Regions from separate parts of the Mus musculus genome. Here regions 1, 2 and 3 are each linked to region 4. Evidence: chromatin contacts called from public HiCAR-type data. All regions are on one chromosome and are shown on one strand. The core of a region is the stretch at or near the end of the contact, and the rest is flanking DNA. Distances in the headings are between cores, read along the strand shown. Region 1 holds the start of Sh3bgrl (SH3-binding domain glutamic acid-rich protein like). Region 2 holds the start of Jpx (Jpx transcript, Xist activator (non-protein coding)). Region 3 holds the start of Brwd3 (bromodomain and WD repeat domain containing 3). Region 4 holds the start of Pgk1 (phosphoglycerate kinase 1).

Region 1 (5,809 bases), core at 1,695-4,194, 2.9 Mb after region 4:
GGAGTACACATGGAGGGACCCATGGCTCCAGCCACATATGTAGCAGAGTATGGTCTTGTTGGGCATCAATGGGAATAGAGGCCTTTGATCCCCAGTGTAGGGGAATGCCAGTGTGGGGAGGCGGGAGTGGGTGGGTAGGTGGGAAAATACCCTCATAGAAGCAGCGGGAGGAGTGATGGGATGGGATTTTCAGGGGGATAACATTTGAAATGTAAATAAAGCAAATATCCAGAAGAAAAAAAAGAAAATATCCAACAAAAATAAAATAAAATTTAACTGTAATCTCTTGGGTCTATTCAGTTTATCAGCATTTCTGTATGAAATATTAAAATGTAAAATTGCATTTATTATTATTATTATTATTATTATCATTATGTGTGAACAATACACATGGGCAGTATGTGTGCATGTGTTTGTGTATGTGTGTCTGTGTATGTTTGCTTGTGTGGTGTTCATGTGTGCCTGGTCACACATGTGCCCATGGTGTATGTATAGAGATCAAAGGACAGTTCTTTGGAGTCAGTTTTCTTTTGTTTTTATTTTTCAAGATTTATTTATTTTTATTTATATGAGTACGCTGTAGATCTCTTCAGACACACACCAGAAGAGTGCATTGGACCCCATTTTAGAAGGTTGTGAGCCACCATGTGGTTGCTGTTTATTGAACTCAGCACCTTTAGAAGTCAGTGCTCTTAACTGCTGACCCATCTGTCCAGCCTAGGAGTCAGTTTTCTTTTCCACCCACCTCAGCTGTTAAGCAAGAAAGTGCCCCACAGACTTTCCTACAAGAGTTTTCTGACTTGATGTATCTCATTCCAGATAAATCTAGCTTGGGTCAAGCTGTCAAAAAACTAGCTAAGAGAATTATTTATATAACTTTTGGTATGCCTATAAATTTGAAACACATAAAACCATTCAAGATCATATTTTTTTAACATAGGAGAATACAAAAGTATATTTTTTGTACATAGCAATTTATAATAAATAACAATTCAAAATACCCTCTCCTTCCATACCATTACTTTTAACTTCTTGTCGCCTGCTCTATCCCTACCTGGAAAAGCTGATCTGTAACACAGGGGAAATTATCTTTAGGTCCTGGGGCTGTGTTCAATTAAGAGACACAATGTCATTAAGTTGACTGTGCTGGCTGGGAATTCCTGAACCCAAGTAATCTTAACTGAGTAGTAAGGGCTATGGCATTCATTGGTGTTCAGGGTCTTCTAAGTTTTCTGCACACAATCTGGGTTTATTTTTAAGTTTTGAGAGACACTGGCCTTTGGTTGTCATGATTTCCTAAGGAAATAGATTATACTGTTTGATCCAACCCAGTTTATTCAAATTCACCGTAACCTTTCCAGGCAAATGCTCTCGGGCAATTTCTCTATAGAAAATTTAAGCAGTAATGACCATTCTATGATACCCATCTCAAGGATAGCTCAAAGTAGGGAAGAACGGCATAAGGATATCCATTACCTTTATGTTAGAAATATTGGTAATAGTCTCTCCTAAAAATGTATCAGAAGTCTTATCATTAAGAATCATCAGGTTTTATGTATAAAACAAGTTATTGACTTATATTCACTAAGACAAGTATATCTATTACAGAACTGTACATGTGTATGTGTGTGTGTGCGTGCATGTGTGTATGTACTTGAAATCCAACTTTGGGTCTTAGTGTGATCTATAAGAGATCTACACATCTAGCCTCATTTTTCTAATAGATAAAGCCCACCAGATTCTTTGCTAATGCTACCATTCAGTTTTCTGGGAATAATTGATTGTGTTCAATAGTTTATAGACTAATTAGAAATATTTTGTTATTCCTGTTTTTTTTTCATTTTAAGAGTCTCTAAGTCTAAACAGTTAATGTAGAACTCCAAACAAGTTGTACAGTGATAACATAAAAGAAACAATATAGATTTTTTCAAAATCATGATTATGATTTATGATTATAAAGATTTTTCTAATCAAGTGAATTGGCAAGTAAAATTAACAGTAGCCATGATGTTGGTAATGAAGATGGTGGCTAGATTTTTCTCATTTACTGTACTTGATAATTTGTAGAAAGTCATTTTGTTTGGTTGATTTTTGATTTTTAAGAGACTTACCCTGTAGCATAGTCTAGCATCTAATTCCTGGCAATCATGTTTTACTATTCCAAGGGCAGAGATTACAGGTATGAGACAGCAACGGCAAAAAAGTACTTCCAAAGTATTTTCAGATGATTGGTTTTTTTCTTTTCTTTTCTTTTTTCTTTTTTTTTTTCTCTCTCTGCAATTCCTCTCCTCATTTTGGACTTGTTGATTTTTTTTTTTCTCTGCAATTTCCTCTCATTCTAGGGTTGTAGTTTTTTTCTTTGCAATTTCCTCCTTCATTCTAGAGTTGTCGCTTAGATCTCCTGCAAATTCTCACTAAAAAAATGTTCCATATTTTAGCAAAACTCTGAACAAAAAGAACCTATTCTGTGCTTTCCGGTTTGGGGAAACTTGAAACTTCTCTCCAGCCCTCCTCCTCTCCTCGTGCAGCTTTTCAGTATTCAACTCCTGCTGCCAACTAAGGTTAAAAAAAAATCACTTACTTCATTATTGGCATCTTAAAATATACAAGGCTTTGATAACGTGGGCTTAAAGACATTTAAAGTAGTGTCTGGATTCAATATAAAGCTAGCTTTAGGCTATCTTATTTGCATACATTTCTGAGCAGGAAGTAACAAGCAAAACTTCTGGTGTTCATGGGAACCGGTCCTTTATTCTAATCGAATATTTCTTTTTTTCTTACCCCTTCTTTTATTTCTCCCTTGCCCCCTTCCCGGAGAGGGAATAGTCAAAAAGAATTGTTTCAACAGATCTCGCGGTGCTGTTCGAGATCCTGTGTTTTAAAAAAACAATTTAGAAATGATGCAAATGAGCCTGAGCCTTCCGGGGTTTGGGGCTGGGATTGCAGAGCTGGAAGCTCATTGAAAGCAGCCGCTGGTGGAGGCGGGGCTCTGGCCAGTTATCCTTCCACCTTCCCCCACCCTCCTCATCCAACCTCTGTTTGGCCCTTAGCTCGGTTCCAGCCGTTGCTGCAGCTGTTTCCCAGCCCTTTTCAAGACTCCAGCGACCGACCAGAAGCCCTTGTTTCCAGGATGGTGATCCGTGTATATATTGCATCTTCTTCTGGCTCTACGGCGGTAAGGAGAGTGGGAGCCCACCTTTGTTGTTTTCCAACACACTAGTCCTCTTCTGCCCCAGAACCGTTAAATTGAAGAAGTTACACTGGAAGCTTCTCCTTAGAAGACGCAAGCATCGCCCAGAGTACCCCCTTCTTTCCTTTCTTCCTTTGTTGCGTCGATTTATTTATTTATTTATTTTCTCCCGTGGAGTTAGCTTTGTTTGCCTTGAGACGTTAGTGTTCGTTTCTAAAGGAAAAAGAAAACTACCAAGTTTAGGAGATAACTGGTAAAGGGACTTCACGGTTAGGTGAAGTCAAGTAAAATAAAAAACAAGTGGCTTTCAGGTTTTTTAGAGTGAGACATTTATGAAATATGCTCTGAGTACCGAGTTCAGGGGAAGTAGTGCATTTCTGTAAAGGATGAGGGTGCTGATGGGAAGGGAAGGGAAGGGAAGACTTCTGAGTACTGGAATTATTGTGAAGCCACTGGAATGGACTTATTTAGAGAGCGTGCAGGTGGGGTATATAATTTTAAAAATAGGCGAAAGTCAGGGGCAATGATACAAATGATTTTTTAAAAAAGTTCTTCTCCTCTTCCACCTCCTTCCCCTCCTCCTCTCCCCTTCTCTTTCTTCCTGGAATATGAAGCCATTTAAAAAAAATAATGTTGTATGAGACCTCCCCCCCCCCACTGGATCTTATTTTGAGTTTTTCCTTTCCTTCGAAAGATTTTCTTTCTAAAACCCACTCTTTCAAGACTGTTGAAAATGGAGGCAAGAACATGTGGCAACTGAGTTGCTGGCTCTTCATAGGATTTGGTTTTCTTCTTTGATTCATTTGCCAATTGTTAACTTAGAATAACAGTTTTTACCATATCTGAGGAACATTGGGTAAACTGAGGTGAAAGCTGGAATGCATACTCCTGTCACATGAAAGAGCTTCTGTTCCAGCAACCCCAGGAGGAAAAATAAAGGCCCTCAAGTGGCAGAAGCAGATGTGTGGGCTCAGGAATTTGAATGTAGAAAACTCCTCTAGCTTTAGAGTGGCAGAGATCCCAGGTTGCTGGGTTGTTGTCATTTACATTTAGTAGGATTTGGAATAGAGCTGAAGGCTATATGAAATCACCAGAACCATGAACCTTGAACTTTGTCTTTGCCAACATGTGTGGGTGTGTTTAGACGGGCTTTCAAAATATAAGGAAGCCTACTCTTAAAGTTATGGAGCAAACGTTTTGTTTGAAAAAATAGAAATGTTTATTATTTCCTTTGGACCCTACTTTAGAAGCATCTTGTCTTCCATACCTAACATTCTGATACCTCAGAGTAAAACATGGGTTACCGAATATCAATCTACTACATTAACTGCATTTTCAAAACCCAGCTTAATGCCTTTGGTTAATCCTTATTAGATTGACCCTCTCAAGCACTTAGGTTTTGTTGTTGTTGTTGTTTTGTGAGGTATGCAGTTTCAACACTGGTATTTGTTCTTTGCTTTCTCTATCTTCTATTTCTCTCCCAGAAGTAAACTCAAGGAGAAACTGCTTTAAGAATTTCACCAAGTAATAGAGTCACACCCCCCCCTCTTTGTTAAGACATAAAATGTCTAAGTGCCCAAGAAAGGATTAAGAGTTTATTAGATGATTCAAATGACAGATACTCATGTTGTTTTGTCTTTTGTTTCTATTGTTTCTTCATGGATAATTAATGCACTAATTACATTTTTATGAAAATGCCAAAATGAAAGATTTCTTATTATACTCTGGCAATTTTTAAAAAATAATCCTAAAATAGTACAAAGAGTATCTTAAAGGAGAACTACTTAATATGAATGGGGCGGTGGCTGTTTCCTTGAGGAAGGAAATTTCAGTTTGCAGTACCGAAATTTTCTTTAAGATAGCAAAAAAGCATTGTCCTTTTAACAAATGATTTAGAAATTTGGGGGCAAGTGTTCTCATGGGATCTTAAAAAAAAAAAACCTGAAAAGATACATACTTGTAAGTTATTAGTTGTCTAATGAGTGCTTTAAGTGTTTGGCTTTGGCTTGATAATATGTATGTATTGAATGATTTGCCTGCATATGTATACTGTGTGAATACAATGCCCATGGAGACCAGAAGAAGGTGTTGGGTCGGTCCCTGGAGCTAGAGTTCCAGATGGTTATGAGCCACCACGCGGATGCTGGGAACTGAATCCAGGTCCTTTGCAAGAGGAATGAGTGCTCTTGACTATTTGAGCCATCTCTGCAGCTCTGAATCGATTTTCCTGACTGTTAAAAAAATCAGCAATATTAGGTGGTCAGTTGTTCTGTGAATCATCTAGAGCAGCAATAATAAGCAATATTATTTTTACAGCCCAAGACTTCTCATATTTCTCAGCCTGATTTAAAAAAAAAAACACTTAAAATGTGTTCTCTTCTCTGCCCTAATACACAGGAGTCATGCTTGTTCCTCAAGGTTAAAAATATAATCAAATAGATTAGACTTTTCAGTGGATTCTATTGTTTGTTTGTTTTCCAGACAGGGTTTCTCTGTGTATCCATGGTTGTTTTAGAACTTACTGTAGACCTGGCTGGCCTTGAACTCAGAGATCCACCTGCCTCTGCCTCCCAAGTGATGGGATTAAAGGTGTGCATTACTACCACCCAGAGGCACTGG
Region 2 (5,603 bases), core at 1,692-4,191, 2.7 Mb before region 4:
CTTACTGTGTTGCTGAAGATGAGCTGAACTCCTGATGCTCCTTCCTAACTCTCTCAAATTCTGGAATTTTAGGCAAGCACCACTTTGCTCAGCTTTTCTTTGATTTTCATTTAGAATATTAAAGAATAGTTTTATTTAATCCCACCATTCAGTAGGCAGAGTCAGGAGGATTTCTGATTCCCAGTCTGGTCTACAGAGCAAGCTTCAGGACAGCCAGGGCTACACAGAGAAACTCTATCTTGAGATACCAATAAAGAAAGAAAGAAAAACATTTTTCTTGGGGCTGGCAATATGGCTCAGTGGTAGAGCAATGGCTTAGCATGTAATTAGAAAATCATGGATTCAGTCCTTAGTAACACACACACACACACACACACACACACACACACACACACACACACACGGGCTGAGTCTTGACTGCAAGATGGCTCAGCTGATAAGGAGCTTACCTCAAAGCCTGGCAGACACCCTGAGCTCCATCCTTGGAAACTATGTGGTGGACACATCCATATATTCTCTCTCTCTCTCTCTCTCTCTCTCTCTCTCTCTCTCTCTCTCTCTCTCTCCCTTCTTCTACCCCGCCTTGGTCTTTCTCAAACACAAAAATAAATAAATGTAAAATATTGTAAGAAGTTATAGGTCATTTATATAAAGAAAATTAAAGGAAATTAAGGAAATACTTTTAGATGAGAATAGAGTATAAGGTTTTTATCCTAAAACTAAAAGATTGTTCCCATATGGACAAAAAGGGGTGATGAGGGAAAAAACCAGAAAGTTTTAGTCTATTGCCAAAGGCCTGAGTATGTCACAAGAAGTTTGTAGAAGATAAAGTGAGGCCCGGGGAAGGAAGGAGAATTGGGAATTTACAGTCATTCTCTGCTACGTAATAAGTCGAGGCCAGCCTGGAATAACGGGGGCCCTGTCTCAAAAACAGAAGAGCAACAACGATATGCATGCCTGAAAAGCCAAATCTTTAAAAATTAGCTAGAGTCACACTTTCCTAGGTACTTCTTTCAACAGTTTTGCCACAGACATTAGAATGAAGTTGGAAATGCAGACAGTTGGGCTCCCAGATACCCTGAATCAACTTTTATATTTGACTTTTGTTTTTTTTAAGTTTATAAAAACTTTTTTTTTTTTAGAATTTTTATGTGTGTGAGTGTTTTGCCTGCATATAGGTCTGTGTACCACACTCGAGCATGGTGTCAGAGGAGGTGAGAAGCCTCATGCAGCTGCTAGGCATTGAACCCCAGTCCTTTGTGAGAATATTAAGTACTCTTACACACCAAGCCAACTCTCCAGCCCTGCTTTTGGGGTGTTCAACAACAAAGATAAGTAGAAACCAAATACGCACCCAGAGAAAAATCACATATATACAAAAAGCCAGAAATTTGAGAGGCAATGTGTGTGTGTGTGTGTGTGTGTGTGTGTGTGTGTAGTGGCGAGGAATAACATAGGAGGAATTGGAGAAGGGAATGGGGGAGAATATGTAATTATATTTAGATTAATTTTATTTTTTAGTATAGAATAGAGTTTATTCAGGGCATGGGGAGGGGAGTTAAGAGGGTAGCAGAGGCAGGGAAAGGCAGAGAGAGAGAAAGAGAGAGTAGAGAACTAGAGGCTGGCCATGAGCACATGGAGAGAGGGGGAAGGGAATCTAGATTAAAAATTTAAATGGGGGGGGCAATAAAGTGGTTATAGTCACAGGAGCATATCAAATTGATTGTCTTGGCCATGGGTGTGTGTGTGTGTGTGTGTGTGTGTGTGTAATAATTTTCACAAACTTGCCATCTCAGAGAAACTCTAGGAGGAAGAAAGGATTCCAAACAGGCAAATTCTGGCTACAGCTGAGGAGAGCTCGCACAGGAAAGAACTGCCTGTAATGGAATGAAAAGAAGCCAGGGCTTTGCTGTCTTGGGAAAGAGGGAAACCAGTGTAAGGGAAAATGTGCTACCTTCTGGAGAGAGGACAGCCCTCGGCTCCATGACAGCTGTCCCAGGTTGCCTTAGCAAAGCCTTCCTCAAGCAGATATTCACTGAGGCCCCTTCGGCAACTTTCCAACATGGTTTTACTTAAATACACACACACACATGCATTTACTTCGTGTGTGTGTGTGTGTGTGTGTGTGTGTGTGTGTGTGTGTATACATGTTTGCCTGTGTAGAGAGATCTGTGTAGAGAGAAGTATGTGCCGGGGACTGAACCTGCATCCTTTGCTAGAGCATTAAGCACTGTTAACCACTGAGCACTCGCTTCTGCCCCTGTGCCTCGTGGTGCAATAGGTAAAATGAGAACTTTTTTCTTTCTTTTTTAAATGGAAGTGTAGTTCTCTGCCTTTATTGATAACCCAAGATCCTTTTCTAATTTGTGTGGTAACCAGTATTGGTGTGAACATCCAAAAGCCAAAGGAGTTATTGTCAGCTTCGGCCCTGTGAGGTGTCCAATAGGAATAGGACAAGGTATAATTCTGTCTTTATCAAAAACTAGGGGACATACCCAGGCCTGTGGTTTACTTTGCCACCTAGCCTCTGTGACATGTAGATTGCAGTTATAGCAGCTACAGCAATGCTGGCAGCTAAAAACACAGAAGGGGCTCCGAAAGAGATCTCGGGAGCAAAACACAAGCTGGTCTTCTATAGAAACAAAAAAGAAAAAGGAATTTCGGTGGGGGTAGGGGGGGGGTGGGGGGTGGGGGGTGGGGGGTGAGGGGGTGGCAAGAGAACAAATTAAAGACGGGCAAGAAACGCGGGAGCACGTGAAAGATGCTAACAGAGGCAGCCGGGAGAGGAACCGCAAGCGCTCAGTCATCTGCGGAAGCGACCGCGGACAGTCCCGGTCACGTTGCTGGAGCAGCCATTTAGGGACAGCCTGACAGCGCGGCGCCGCGCGGCACAGGGACTGTTCGGCTGTGACGCATGCTCTCCGCCCGCCCGACCCCCCCCCCCCCCCACGGCACCACCAGGCTTCTGTAACTTATAAAATGGCGGCGTCCACATGTATACGTCCTTCCCGGGATTAGCCAGGCAGCTAGAGGATGACTTAATAAGGAGAGTGGAGAAACTGGCCAATTAATGAACATGCCCTGGTGAGTGCCGGGTCTCGCGCTGTCAGAGAGATGGCCGCCGTAGCGGTCACCACGCCGACCCGCCGCAGCGGTCACCACTCCGACCGCATGGTCTGCCGAGCGGGACGAGTAGTCGGCGGCTGGCACTCCGGATTTCTCCCCTATTCCGCCCACAATAGATGAGTGATCAGTGCCCACATCACCGGACCTCCACGGATGAACCTGTCAGGCTGGGGAGGCTCATTCCTAGGAGAGATCGTGTTTTGAGGTTTCCTTTTGTTTTCCTTTGTCTAATTGGGGTTTGACGGATAGTGAGTGTCTCCAAAATGGAGTGTTTATTCTAGCTCCCCAGAGGCCTCGAAAAACGGCCTCAGTTCTTTCTCATCAACACTTAGTAGTTGATAAAACTAGCTTATTGGTAACATTAATTATGGTATAATAACGCTTTTTGCCCTATGCCCTTTTTATGTACTCCAAATGAGGACCAGAGTATGTTACTAAATTTGTGGTCTGGGAGCATCTGTTATAATAGGGCCTTATAGGGTGATCTGTGTTCTTTTGTTAGATGCTTACTTGGTCAAAAAGACATTTCAGTACCTTAGCTAGGCATTGCTGAATAAAGTATGAATTGTTGCAACCATTTGGAAGCATTGATGTAGCTATATTTAGAAAAATAAAAATATATATGGAGTACCAAGTTCCAATATCTGGAACTCAGTAGTCTGACTTTCACGGCTCAATCCTTCAGAAAGAGAAGCATCAGTATATAAATAAGGATACCTAAAAGAGGATGTCTATGCAGCTCTTTTCTTGTGGCAAGTGATAAGAAACAACCTGTGTATCCATTAATAGGAGGATGTTTTAAAAGTCTGTATATTTTGGCTCTTTGGTGTAAAAGATGATATGATAGCTTGTTACATTAAAAACAAGTTGTAGGATAATATGATCTCATTTTTTTCATATATGTATGAGGGTGACAAAGGAATGTTTGCTATTTTTAAAACATTTCGGCAGCTTTATATATTATGACCTATTTAACACAAATGCAAACACAGAGAATAAAATGAAACCCTAATATTAGAGTTGACGTTTTGCCATATTTCTCCACAGTTGCGGCTCACTCTTTTGTCATCCCGTAGATTAAGCATCATTTTTAGTTTAGTAATTGTGCTTATTTCCCCCTTTCCCCCCAGTATTGGTTGTGGAACCTAGGACACTGTGGTGCTAGACAGTCACACTACCACTGAACTATATCTAGATCTGTTCCCACTTTAAGATTTGCTTCTAATTGTGTGTGTAGGAATGTGCACATGAGTACAGTTATGGAAGCCAGAAGAAGCCATAGAATCCTGTGGAACTCGAGTTACAGGCGGTCGTAAGCCCACTTTTTGAGCCCCTTAATGAAGTCTTCTGTAGTTGAGGCTGTCCACGACCCTCACTACCCATTTCTAGCTGCCAAGCTTTGGGATTACAAGCTTGTACCACCATGCCCAGCTTGTCTCTCTTACTTTATGTGTAATAACCCAGGCTGGTCTTGATTTTTCTGCCTCTGCCTCCCAAATAGCTAGGATTATAAGCTCAGCTTCTCCACTTAATTTTTTTGTGACATGAGGATCTAACATGGCTGGTATCTTGCATGGGAGTTCTCAATATTTTGTAACTCAAGTCCCAGGTGGTCCAAATCCTCTTCTGACCTCCTTGGGTACCAGACACGTGATGCACAAACACAAAATGAAATAAATCTCATTTAAAATTTTAATAAATAAAAACAAAACTAAAAGTAATAATTTCTATTTGCATAGGATCTTACTAAGACCAGAATAGTCCATATTAGCAATTAATCTTTATTAATTATAGATACAGGGCAACTGTTGCCACTGCATAAACAAAGGAAGCTTTGAACAGGGCATTACGCGGGCGGCTACACTATAAGTCACTTTAAATGGTTCTGCATGCAGGCAAAGGAAGTCACATATTTGAATCTTGGGAATGCTATATTCTTTGGGACACTGATGGTACTTTTGAAGAGTAAACAATATAGCGCCCGAGACTCAAATTTAGAATGTTATTTCCACTTGTGTAAAAAACGTTACTGTGCCGATGGATCTTTCTGCACAGCAGTGGTTCAGGACTTTGATTCAGCTACTGAAAGTCAGTCAGCCAATTATGAGAAAAGACCATATGTGTGGTCCCAACGAGAGGGTTATCAGGACATCAGTGATGAATCTGACCTTTCTGAGATGTAACAATACCATCACTTAAGTTCTATGGAGATTTGAAGGCAAGAAACCCAGCAGGTTAGGCTCCAGTATGTGACTGGACATGTGACTCCCCCAATATGACCTTTGTAAGGCTCAGGAGAAAAATATCCTGCTGCTCCACCCTTCGGGTAACACCAAGGGCTCTGAGACTGTGTTCATATCAATTTCTTTCTTGTGTTTTTGAGACAGGGTCTTGCTATGTGGATTAGGCTGGCCTGGAATTCCCAATCTTTCTGCTTCAGACTTGATCCATCAAACTTATGGCTATTAATTGACTTT
Region 3 (6,335 bases), core at 2,145-4,644, 2.6 Mb after region 4:
TAATAATTAATAAATAATTGTTAAGGTTTAAGTCTTACTGCTAATAAGAAAAAGTCTATTTAAATCAATTCAAGACTACTATCACATATTAAAACCATTTTAAATAATTTTAAAACTATAAACCCTCACACTTTCTTTTGCATTAAATATTAGTACAAACTTCTGGAGAGTGATGTTCAATATGTGACAAAAGCTTGAAAACTCAAGAGCTACTTTGACCTTATTCATAAATCCATGAGACTTTTGGAGAAGGCAACAGAAAAAGAGCCCCTCCCCTAATTATGCAAAAATATTAGTGAAAAGGTAAAAATATTAGTGAAAAGGTTAAAATATTAGTGAAAAGGTAAAAAAAAAAATTAGTGAAAAGGTAAAGGTCATTGCTCAAATGACCAATTGGAAATTAAGACAAATCATAATACTTAAAACACAACTAATTCTTTTTCTTACCATTACCATGATGGATATTCAAAGAACAATAGTCATACAAAAGTACTGTCAGAAAAATATAAAGCAAAGGATGGATGCTGATAATAACTGTGTAAAGATTTGCCTTTACTGTTTAAGAAAAATGACTAGAAAACCACCTTTTAAAGTGTGTGGTAAGGAGACCATTTTTAATTACTCAATTTTCTATCAAGTTCATTTTTAAGTTTCCTTTTCTCATTTGCTTAAAAATGATCTACCTGCCTATCCATATATAAGCTGGAAAAGGAAAAAAGTACACAAAATCATTTCTCATACACCCAGATATTAAAACTATGTTCAAACAGCTATCAGTAGTTTGATACTAAAACATGTATTAGTGAATACTTCGAATTTACCTTCTGTGATACAAGTAGGATTTATGTCTAACAACAACAGAAAGAAGAAAAACAAAACTTCAGGCTGAAAATTAAAAGTAGTAACAGGTATTCAAAAATAATTTGTACCCATCTGAGAAATTATTACCATTAATAATACTGGTGGTGGCATTCACTCTTATTACAATTAAACCATTTTTGGATTTGCAAGATATTAGGGAAAACTCAGTAGCTTCTGTAATAATGTGGCTTCACTCTTATAATACTCAAAGTTTTCAAAATTAACATCACAGCAATTTAACTGTTTTCTACTGACAAGCAAACTTTCAATTATTTTCTTTTTATTTAGTCTGCCTTAGTCTACTACTCTTCCAACTTTGTGTCCACTTTGTATGCTTTTCCTCATTTGGATCTTATTTGGAGGAAAGAGAGTTCAATTTAGGTTTTATTATCACTCCTTTCATCATACAACTCTGTAGCTAAGAGTAGAATCTCTTTCCCCACATATAAAAGATCATCTTTTTGTCTCAGTGCAGAGCAGAAAGTGCACTTACATTGCAAATTATATTTATGGAAAAAACAAGAGTCAATTCAAGACTTAACTAAAGTATATTCTCTTTTTTAAAAATGTCCATTGTCTCCTAATCCCAAAATCCTGTTCACCTATTCCCAAAAAGGTCATAATACATATTTCTTCTTTAGTGAAAACATATTTGCACAAATGCAGTTTACTGATGAATTAATTAGCTATTTTTTAAGATTAGAAATATATAACAATGTTTTTATTCAGTAACCCATTATCTAAAGATGAACAATCTTGGAATTCACTCAGTAGTCCTCAGTATTTTTATTTATGTAGTTTTTCTCACTTATGAGTCAGTTCCCCTTCTGAATTCCTTCTCCCCTCCACTCTAAAAAGAAAAAAAAAGAAAGAAAGAAAAAGGAGAAAGAGAGAGAGAGAGAGAGAGAGAGAGAGAGAGAGAGAGAGAGAGAGCTAGAAAAAAAAAAAAACACCCAAGCCTGGCCTCAGTTCCCGTATTTCAAGCCAGGACCAACCAGAAACCAGTTTTCTTCCACTAATCCGGAACTCCGGGCTGTTACCAACGCTGTCATTGGCCAGCGTCAGTCCTTGGTACGTGCCCCAAGATAACCCCCTGGTTTCTGTCCCTTATCCCCCTACAATGGGCCTTCTCCGCTGTTTGTAACACAGTCCTAAAGCACAACACAGCACCTCTGAAAACCAACTCACATTCTTCAAAGTTTTGGGGTGAAAATAAGCAAGGCTAGAGCAGGGCAAGGTACCCTTTCCGACACGCTGGGAGGGGGAAGGGGCAGTCCTTCGAACACCGAACAGCAGGCTCGGGGAGCTCTAAGGGCTGAAGGGCCAGGGGCGGTTGGGGGCACAAGGTGGGGAGGGAGTGGAAAAAGAGTTGGGCTAAGTTGAAACGAAAAGTTTACTAACCAGATCCTCGAAGCTTCTTCGGTGCTCTTTCCCTTCCCAGTCTAAGCGGCGCGGAATCAGCTGGGGGCCGGAGGAAAAGAAAAGGGGGGGGGGTGAAGGAAAAGCCTCTGCTCCCCAGCAGCAGCACCCAGCCTGGAGCCTAATCCTAGACCCTTTAACATTTTCATTTCTCCAGTCCCGACAGCTACTGCCGCTGTGCCGGGGGTTGGGGGTGGGGGGGGGCAGGCCAAAGGGAAGGAAATCCTGAAAAAACACCTCCCGCAGGAATAAAAGGCAGCGAGTTTAGACCCCTGCGTTGTCCGCCCCTTCTAAGCAAAGAACCCGATTTACCCCAAGTGACAACAGCCCCAAGTGTCCAGCTCGAAGGCTCCCTCCGGGCCCCTGCCCTCGGCCCCTGACCTACCTTACCCTTCCTCCAGGTTCTCCCCAGCCCTCCCCACCTCTTCCCAAAAGGGGTCCATACCTGATGCTCTTCGAGCTCTTGCACTAGCACCTGGGGAAGAGGGACACAGGGATGTGAAAGCAGATTGGGGCGCCAACCCATTCCTCCCTCCCCACTTCCAACACAGCCGCTGACTGTAGGAGTAATCGCGGCCGGCCTTTCCCTCACCCTCCAACTGCACTGCTCACCCAGTGCCTCAATTTCCCCAATGGGACCATTCCCCAACACTCCCAGATATCCTTTCCCTCTCACCTGAGCGGATTTGTTACAGGGTCCGGACTGCAAGAACCTTGCGATCAGGTAATACAGCTCTAAAGAAGGGGTTGGGGGTGGGGGGAGACGTTGAGAGAGAGGCAAGGAAAAGAGATACAAGCTTTTTAAAAAAAATCTGACAGCAGTCGCGCAAAGCCCCCATCCCTTTTGCCCCCGGCTCAGCTACCCACCGGCTTCGATCTGGGTAGGTGCCGCCGCCATCCTTTTCCCGAGGGGGTTTGGGGGCTTCGCTCAGGAGGGCTGGCGGGGGCGGGTGGGGGCGCTGCCTCTATTGTGGTGAAGCCCCCATGCTTGGGAGTCCCGCCGCTTCCGCCGCACTCTTCGTCCCAGTTTCGGTCTCTCTCGGATTCATCGCATCACGTTTCGACCCATAGATATTCTAGCCCAAGAGCTGAGGAGGCGGAGGAGGAAGGAGAGCAAGAGAGAAGGAGAGGGAGGAGCTGAAGTCGCCGAGGGGTGGGCGGGGGGAGAGGGGTGGGCGGGGGGAAAGGGGTGGAGCCATAGAAAGAAGGAGGGGGGAAAAGGGAAGGGAGCCGCTTGCAAAGCTCCAGGCTGGCCGCCAGAGGCACTAAGGCGGCCGCCTAGTTCCAGCAGCTAAGCCGGCCTGGGGTTGCCTAGTTACTGCCCAGAGAACAAGGAAGAGGTTCTAAATGCAGGCAGACGCTCTGGCAATCTTCGTCAAACTCTGTGGTGGCGTTGGCGTCCTAGAGCTCCGGAGTTGCTTACCCTTCCTGTAAGGGCAATCGGACCCTTTCCGGTGAGGGAACCTCTCTCCAGACATGATCAAGAGAAACTGGCGAGGGACTGACATGATCTAGCTTACCTTGGGTCACCGAACGGATTTGGTTTGTTTGTTCTTTCTCTACCCCAAGAAAAAGTCGCTAGCTACTGCAAGGTTTTGTTTTCAAACAAGGAACAGCATGCCAAAAGAAAGTGCTGCGCCTACCTGATGAGCAAGGGAATAATATTCTTCTAGAAAACTTCTTGTAGTAGTATCAAGTCTCCCCTTGATTCTGATAAACATTGCGCGCGAAGTTTACACTTTAAGGAGGAGGCCGTTTCCCCCTTCTGAAAAGGTCAACAAGCTCTTTCTTCTCAATTCCTGTAGGATAAGTTGGAACGCTGTTTTGAAATTCTGCCAAAACGTTTTTAAAGTTCTTAACTATTCATTGAAATTTGGATAGAAATGATAGTTTGGTTTGGTTTGTCTTTGAAGTGATATTCTCTGACTTGCTGTCACTATGTATCTATCCAAGGCTCCCCTGGAATTCCATGTCAATCTTCCTGCCTCAGCTTCCCTAGTGCTCATGTGGCAGGCATGTGTCGCCACTCCGGTTGACAAAAAGTCTTTTTTCCACTACCTTGAGACTACAATTGTTTTCATGTATAACTTTAACTCTTAGCACAGCGCTGATTTGATCAAAGGATTTGTATAATAATTGACAGTTTGAGGAAACTGGTTCACTTCCCCAATTTCTCTTAGCATCCCGTTCTCAGGATGTTACTTTGAACAGAATTCATAGAAACAAAACATGATGGGAAAACAAGTACTATTTGAATTGTGTACATTATTTGCTTTGAAATACTCAAATTTGAAGGTTCACATTAATGTATGGCTATAGTGGGAGTTTGGTTTTCAGACTCAGGGAGCTCGGTGATTAAACCACATTGGGCATAGAATTAAATTTAATTCAATTCATAAACTTAACATATCCTTAGCAATTCATTCTGCCAATTTCTTTTATTGAGTAATTAATAACAACATAAGAGTAAAATGCTATGGTTATCTTTGGTATAATCAGTATCTGAAAGAAGTAGATAAAAGAAATATAAAACCTCAGGACAAAATTGTGAGGTGCTTACTGAAATAGTAATTTTTATAGTTCAAGATAATATAATTAACAGCTAACCTTTACCAAGTCATTACTACATATTTTGCCTGCTGTAACTCATTTAATCCTTAACAGTGACCTAGGAGACAGTTTATATTTTTCTCTACCATACTAATATTAAAAATTACTACTAGCCAGGTGTGGTGGCACACGCCTTTAATCCCAGCACTAGGGAGGCAGAGGCAGGCAGATTTCTGAGTTCAAGGCCAGCCTGGTCTACAGAGTGAGTTCCAGGACAGCCAGAGCTACACAGAGAAACCCTGTCTCTAAAAAACAAAAACTAAAACAAAACAAAACAAAAAAACCACCTGCTATATGACTTCAAAGCACTTACATGCTATTGTTTTTCTTATATGTAAATGATAATAAATAATATTCACTGTGTTTGCTAACACACATTTTTTGTAGAACTCATGTGAGAATATATCTCTGTTGTATTCAAAAGGCATGTGACATAATTATCCCAGCGATCACTAAAACTGTAAATTTGGATGCAATTAAGAGAGAAAACTCCACACATTTATGGAAATTTAAGGTAAGAAATTACTTGTACAGAATTAATTTTATTTGTATTTATTCATTTATTGTGTATGTGCAGGGGCAGAGTCACCTGGCCTCCAGGTAAATAATTATGTTAACTGGAATTTGAAATGATAAGGGATTAGGAGTAAAGAAAATGCAGATTAACCTCCTGTGGTCTGATCTACCTATAATCCCAACACTAGGGTGGCTGAGGCAGAAGTGTCTTTAGTTCAAAACTAAACTGGGATACATAGCTAATTCAAAGCTGGCCTGAGAGATAAGGGGAACTGGAAAGAGCACGACATTAGTTTCAGGCGCACAATACCCAATGATTCTAGAATCCTCTACTGACAAAGCAAACTGACACAAGGAAAAATACTTAAAGCCCAAATCCATTTCCACAAAACCAGTCACTAAGGGTAAATTTTGGAGATGATAATTAAGGAAGTGATGAACTAGCAGGAATTTTCTGTACTAAGTTTGTAAGAAGAAAGTTTTTTAAATGTCTGTGTTCCCACAAAAAAATATTCATTCTTTAGAACTAATGCTAACGAATCAAACACTTTGAAGTAATTTAGAAGACAGAATCACCAGTCTGAATCTCTGCCTGACCACATTTGTATCCCCCCCCCCGCGCCCCCACCCCGTGTGTGTGTGTGTGTGTGTGTGTGTGTGTGTGTGTGTGTACATGTGGAGGTCAGAAGACAGCATTTGAGAGTTGCTTTTCTCCCTCCATTATGTGGGTCCCAGGACAGAATCCAGATTGTCAGCTTGGCAGCAAGTACCTTTACCCACTGAGCCATGTTGCTGTCTTTCTTTAACTTTTTTCAAAATTTAGATTAGTAAAGGAAGCAAATTTTCATCTATTATAGGAAAAAAAATGGACTTAAGTAGAAAAATAAGAAATGTTGCTAGGCATTGTGGTATGTTCTTATAATCCTAGC
Region 4 (6,305 bases), core at 3,514-6,013:
TCCTTTCAAAGAATTCCACTCCCTGGTGACTAAGCATTCAAATATATAAGGCTATGGGAGCCATTCTTATTTAAACCACTCCAACTCCTTGGTGGATTCTGACTTCTTAAGCATCTACCTGAGGCTTAAATTCATCTTCAGTCACAATTGCCTCTTCTGGAATTGTCATGTGCCCTTGTAGGCAACCAATCCAAACTACAGACTTACCTCTATTTAAAAAATATTTTATTTCATTTATTTTTTTGTTTGTGTGTCTATACATGTGTACCACAGCATGCATTTGAGGTCACGGTACAACTTGGGGGAGTCAGTTTTTTCTTACTACGTGCATCCCAGTGTTCAAACTCAGGTTGTTGGACTTAGTGGCAGGTGTTTTTTATTGGCTGAATTATCTTACTCTCCCTGGATTTACTTCTTTTCCTCTTAAGTCTTGGTTTACAGTTCTGGGTAGTTTTTCAACATTTAAAAAACATTTTTTTTTTGGTTTTTTTGTTTGTTTTTTGTTTTTTGTTTGTTTTGTTTGAGACAGAGTTTCTCTTTATAAACAACCATAGCTGTCTTGTAGCTCACTGATCAGGCTAGCCTGGGGACTCACAGAGGTTCACCTGCCTTTTCCTTCTGAGTTGCGGGGATTAAAGGTGTGTGCCTGGCACAATAAACAACATTTTAAAGGTTTTGGCTAAGCTGGACCTGATGGCACAGGCCTGAAATCTCAGTGCTTGGGATAATGGGGCAGGAGGAACCCCAAATTTAAGTCTGGTTTAGGCTACAGAGTGAGTTGGAGTCTCGCTTGGACAGCCTTAAAAAGACCCTGTCCTTAAAAAAACCTGGGATGATTTTGTGGAGTATGTGAGGCACTGGGTCCAATCCTTGGTATAGCTTCTAGCACCTGTCTCTCCAAAGAGTCCAGCTTTTCGTGTATTTTTCTGTGAGAGAATCAATCTCAACTATTGACTCCAATATTAGCAGACATGGAAATATCTCTTAAAAATGTATAGTCAGATGTGGTGGTGTACACCTCTAATCCTGGCACTCAAGAGTTAACACAGGAGGGTTATGAGTTTGAACGTGGCCTGGACCACATAGTGAGACCCTATCACAAAAAAAAAAAAGAATTTACAAAACTGTAAACTTGATCACATAAGTACCATTTAATTCCCCCAATACTGTAGTGAGATGTTTCAGCAGCAAGCAACAGTATACTCAGTATACTCGCATTACAGGTTTGCTTATTTCACATGACAGAAAGATAGGTAGTACAATGGTGCTGGGATTATCTAAGTCAGTAAACCACTGATGTATACCTTTAATCCCTGCACTCACAAGCAAAAAGCAGGTAGACCTCAGTGAGTTCCGAAACCAGCCTGACCAGTGAGCTACAGGAGAGCTATGGTTGTTAACAAAGAGAAACTGTCTCAAGCAAACAAAAATAACAAAAAGAACTCAATTATGGACTCAATGTTTGGGTTATGATTTTGTCTTACAGGACAAAATCATTGCTGAGACTCTGTATTGATTTTTTTCTGAATAATGAAGTACCTCAAAGTTTAGTACTTACAAACAATAAATACTATCTCAGACTTTCTGTGAGTCAGGGATTTGACAATACTTAAACTGGTTTTAGTTGGAAGCATCTCCTGAGATTGTAATTATATGCAGACATGGCTTGACTTGGGGGCAAGAGAGTCCACTTCAAAGGTGGCTGGCTCCTTTACAAAGCTGCAGGCAGCAAGACTCACTTCTATGTTGACTGTTGAAAGGTACTCTGAGTTCCTCACTATCTGGGCCACCCCATGAAACTATTTGAATGATCCTAAGACATGGCAGCTGCTGTTCCCAGAATGAAAGATTATAGAGAGGAAGGGGAAGGAAGGGGGAGAAGTAAGAAGGGGGAGGGAGGGAGGAGAAGAGAAAGAGAGATGGGGAAAGGAGGGAGGGAGGGAGGGAGGGAGGGAGAGATCTCCATAGCTACCTTCCATCATTCTGTTAATTAGAAATGAGTCCATATATGTGCAGGGCTTGCTTTTCTCACTGATTTCCATTGTTCCCAGAACAGCAGACTTCCCTTTTTATCTTATTGACCTAACTTGGGTCACTGCCCATTCCCAGACCAATGCGTGACAAAGGGGCACGTGGGGGATGGGATTACCAGGCTCAGCTTAGGTCAACAGTGATTTGTCCTTTGGTGCTAGGAGATAAGCCTATCTTTGCTGAGCACTGGCCACTAACCCAAACGCTCTATTAAATCGGATTTCTGTAAGCAAGGAAGGTGGGACCTGGTGAGGTAACTGACTGTAATGAATGGGGTTCTGTCAGGAGAAAAACTGTGTCTCTAACATTGTTATAACACCCCAGGGATCTGGTCCATATTTACCCTGCCTCACGTGTATAATTGTAGATTTTTCTATTTTTCAGGTTTTTCTGTTGTCTCATTGTTGGCTGCTTTTCTTTGTCATTTTAGGCCAGTAGTGGAAAAAGCTTCCCAATCTTTATAATCTTCAGTGTTCTTGTGTTTAAGATATAATACTTACTTCATAAAGTTCTTTTCTTTTCTTTTCTTTCTTTCTTTCTTTTTTTTTTTTTTTTTTTTTTTTTTTTGGTTTTCAAGACAGGGTTTCTCTGTATAGCCCTGCCTGTCCTGGAACTCACTCTGTAGACCAGGCTGGCCTCAAAGTCAGAAATCCACCTGCCTCTGCCTCTCAAGTGCTGGGATTAAAGGCGTGCGCCACCATGCCCGGCTATAAAGTTCTTATGCAGAGTAGTGAGTCATGTATATTCAGCCCTCACCAGTGCCTGGCAAACAGCAAGTGCTTAATAACTGGGAAGAATCATTAAGTTAGGGAGTCACACTCTATGTTTGCATAGTTTCCCCTTTGACAGTCAATATTGTAGTTCTACCTTATCTAAGGACAGTTTGACTCATTACAATGATAACTGAGCCAGAATGGAATGCTACTAAATGGTAGGAAGTCCAGAGAATCATTTGGAAATAACTTCCAGGAGTTGTTTCCCAGTAAGGTTGAAAAGGAAGAAAAGTTGGAAAGGATTGGCAAAAACAAATGTTTATCTTAAACACAGACATACATGCAGGCAAAAAACCCCACACGCAAGGATAAACACAAATTAAAAGGTAGTTATATGTAGAGATCTGTAGCTGGCATTAGGGCATTCAGTTCAGTATTGCTGGCACTACGGAGTCTCCTTCAGAACCTGGGCAGGTAGGATGCTTTCATGCGCCCAGAGACCTTGCCATCCACCGTGGAAAAGAATCTCACCAGGATTCAGAGTGGAGAGTTAGCTTGTTAATAAAACAGAAAGACAAAATGTAGGGTCAGTGAGATCAGTTAGCAGGGAAAGGTGCAGACCTCAAAATTTATGGCTTTTTTTTCGTGTGTGTGTGTGTGTGTGTGTGTGTGTGTGTGTGTGTGTGTGTACTTAAATATGTAAGGACAGCCTTCTCAGTCTGTGTAAAGTCGCTTGTATGTATCCGATTTCAGACTGCACTACTGCTATTGGATAACCATGGGGGCTCTCAGCATTCCTGCAGTCCTTTGTCTCTTCCATGTCACGTGGCTCCTGTTACCCAGTTCTTTTTCCGTCCTCTGTTCTCTTAAAACTGTTTCCCTTTCCTGGACCTGTCTCTCCTCTCCATGTATATGCTTATATAAAAAGCTGCATAGGATAGAAAACACATGGTATTGTCTTTCTGAGTTACTTCACATAATATAGTAACTTCCAGAGGTGCTTTGGCCAGTCACTCCTGGATATCTGCCAGTGAGAGAGGTGGAAAGAAAAAACCAGGAGAGTGAACAAGGGCTTCCATTTCTCATGTGCCCTTCAATTTCCTAACTAGTTGTCCTGTCTCAGACCGTCAGGCAAGCACTTTACCACTGAGCACCGTCCTTAGCCCAAATGAGTGTCAGTAGAGATTTAAAGTTTTGTTTTTGTTTTTAAACAGTGCTGGAGATTGGATCCACGGCCTCTGGCCCGCATTTTACCACTGAGCTACACTCCCAAAGCAGTCGAAATCACAGTGGCCCAGGATTGAAATGATCACTTAGATGCTTTGCAGTCTTGATAAGACACTAAATCTTTGTCTATCAGTTACTTCATCTTTAATAACAGAACGTACTTAGGAATTTTATGAGCATTGTTAGTTAGCATGACACATGCTATATGTATTCGTCATTATGAATAATGTAACCACAGCAATTACATTGTACTTTTTATTATAAAAGGGGGGAGGGGAAGGCCTGGTCCTTTTTTAACTTCTGAGAGGTTTCGATTACTAAGTAAGACCTTATGTAGACTTCCATTTGGGAGCTGAGAAAGCAGAGGATTCCAAAAGGGGATGACATTTGCAAAGGTCTAGAAAAGGCGCCTGGGAATTCTACCGGGTAGGGGAGGCGCTTTTCCCAAGGCAGTCTGGAGCATGCGCTTTAGCAGCCCCGCTGGGCACTTGGCGCTACACAAGTGGCCTCTGGCCTCGCACACATTCCACATCCACCGGTAGGCGCCAACCGGCTCCGTTCTTTGGTGGCCCCTTCGCGCCACCTTCTACTCCTCCCCTAGTCAGGAAGTTCCCCCCCGCCCCGCAGCTCGCGTCGTGCAGGACGTGACAAATGGAAGTAGCACGTCTCACTAGTCTCGTGCAGATGGACAGCACCGCTGAGCAATGGAAGCGGGTAGGCCTTTGGGGCAGCGGCCAATAGCAGCTTTGCTCCTTCGCTTTCTGGGCTCAGAGGCTGGGAAGGGGTGGGTCCGGGGGCGGGCTCAGGGGCGGGCTCAGGGGCGGGGCGGGCGCCCGAAGGTCCTCCGGAGGCCCGGCATTCTGCACGCTTCAAAAGCGCACGTCTGCCGCGCTGTTCTCCTCTTCCTCATCTCCGGGCCTTTCGACCTCACGGTGTTGCCAAAATGTCGCTTTCCAACAAGCTGACTTTGGACAAGCTGGACGTGAAGGGGAAGCGGGTCGTGATGAGGTAATTCCGTACTGCTGCCCTCAAGCCCTCGGGGCCACATTCTCTCTGGCCGTGGCAAGCACGGTTTTCCCATCACCTTAAGTTGCACTTATTTTTCAGCTGGGTCTTGGGGGTCCTGGGTTTGGAGGTTAAGGCTGTTCCTCTCACCTCATTGGGGCGGAGACTGTGTCTGAGTTTGCTTTTCTGCGTCCTAACTGCTTCTAGCTTAAAAAGCGACCAAATGTGTCCTTTAGGGAGTTGATCCCACTGATAAAGGGCTCAGATTCTCAGGACTCAATCTTTTTCCCATTTCTGAAGTGCAGTTTCATCTCTTGTAGCGAGAATGGACGTAGTACTTATCCTGCAAATCTCTAGGCCCCTGCTGAGGGACCTTGAAAGGTCATTTAGCTAGTTTCCCTTCCCCCAAGATTCTTGGACCATCCGTGACGAATCCGAAACCGCCCACGTTTCATTGGTCCTGGTACAAATGATTTCTTTCCCAAAAGATGTTGCTCAAAGTCCTCTCGAGTGGAGGTCCCTCTCCCCAAAGAATTGTGGGTGGGAGGGTGAGGCCCACTGGATGAAGCTCTGTATGGCTTATATAACAGGCCTCTGCTGCCCTACCTTGCGGTTGGACTCCTGGCCCTGGGGTTTGCATCAGGATTGTGACACATGCAGGGTGTGGCCGCCGGGAGTTGGAGGCCTGTAACCTCACTCGAGAGGTGGCTAGAGAAGCAGGATGTCAGAACTGAGGAAGGCTCCCACGCACGTGGCACATGTGGGTCCCAGGTCACTGACTTAACTTGGCTTCTCCCTTACCTGAAAGAATTACTAGGGTGTATGCGTCTTCTCCTTTTTGCCTTTCATAATGTATACTTTTTTTTTTTTGCCAGGAGTCAAGGATGATGGTTAGATACATAACTGATGGGCCTGGTTGTTCATGTAACAACTATAGGACCCAAGGATGGGAATTTTTAAGGGCCATTGATGGTCGCAGTGACTGACTACTCTGCCTGCTTGACCTTCTTTGGAAGTGGATGACTGATTGGCAGTAATCCTGGTCCCTTTGAAGATTTGGGCCAGTTCAAGTGAGGGCATCCTTTAGATACTAACACATGTAAGGGAACAGAGGTTCTCTGGCTTCTGTACAGGCACTTATTTTATCGTAGCCAATATTGGTAGGTGGCCTTCTCTTCCTGGGCTGATATCCAGAACCAACCCACTGTATTATGTTCATGCAAAACACTTAATGTTACCCCAAATGGGATAGAATAATCAGGATGGAGCAGAAATCCCAGCCACCCTAATCATAGATAAAGGGCAGGTTCTAGCTAACTTTTCATTCTG

What was found. HiCAR-type assays count read pairs that join an accessible place to other places.
Region 1: a contact with region 4 is called in a HiCAR-type map of astrocytes, with 4 times the contacts expected there. The contact joins the promoter of Sh3bgrl here to the promoter of Pgk1 in region 4. A contact is called at or near these places in 1 of 39 promoter capture datasets (frontonasal cranial neural crest) and 1 of 115 datasets of contacts at active chromatin or transcription factors (astrocytes).
Region 2: a contact with region 4 is called in a HiCAR-type map of astrocytes, with 4 times the contacts expected there. The contact joins the promoter of Jpx here to the promoter of Pgk1 in region 4. A contact is called at or near these places in 1 of 39 promoter capture datasets (pre-B cells), 1 of 484 Hi-C or Micro-C datasets (CD4 T cells), 1 of 115 datasets of contacts at active chromatin or transcription factors (astrocytes) and 1 of 9 other capture datasets (adipose tissue).
Region 3: a contact with region 4 is called in a HiCAR-type map of astrocytes, with 3 times the contacts expected there. The contact joins the promoter of Brwd3 here to the promoter of Pgk1 in region 4. A contact is called at or near these places in 2 of 39 promoter capture datasets (liver and pre-B cells), 1 of 115 datasets of contacts at active chromatin or transcription factors (astrocytes) and 1 of 9 other capture datasets (liver).

The regions. Positions count from the first base shown.
Region 1 is chrX:109,092,463-109,098,271 of GRCm38.p6, forward strand. It overlaps Sh3bgrl (SH3-binding domain glutamic acid-rich protein like), which reads left to right and starts at 2,945. Exons shown (of 4, transcript NM_019989.2): 1 at 2,945-3,175. The coding sequence starts at 3,131.
Region 2 is chrX:103,490,617-103,496,219 of GRCm38.p6, forward strand. Jpx (Jpx transcript, Xist activator (non-protein coding)) reads left to right here and starts at 2,942. Exons shown (of 3, transcript NR_015508.3): 1 at 2,942-3,084.
Region 3 is chrX:108,830,952-108,837,286 of GRCm38.p6, forward strand. Brwd3 (bromodomain and WD repeat domain containing 3) reads right to left here and starts at 3,395. Exons shown (of 41, transcript NM_001081477.2): 1 at 3,148-3,395; 2 at 2,957-3,015; 3 at 2,726-2,755; 4 at 2,263-2,322. The coding sequence starts at 3,178. It overlaps 2810403D21Rik (RIKEN cDNA 2810403D21 gene), which reads left to right and starts at 3,527. Exons shown (of 5, transcript NR_015493.2): 1 at 3,527-3,734; 2 at 5,315-5,404.
Region 4 is chrX:106,182,337-106,188,641 of GRCm38.p6, forward strand. It overlaps Pgk1 (phosphoglycerate kinase 1), which reads left to right and starts at 4,764. Exons shown (of 11, transcript NM_008828.3): 1 at 4,764-4,979. The coding sequence starts at 4,915.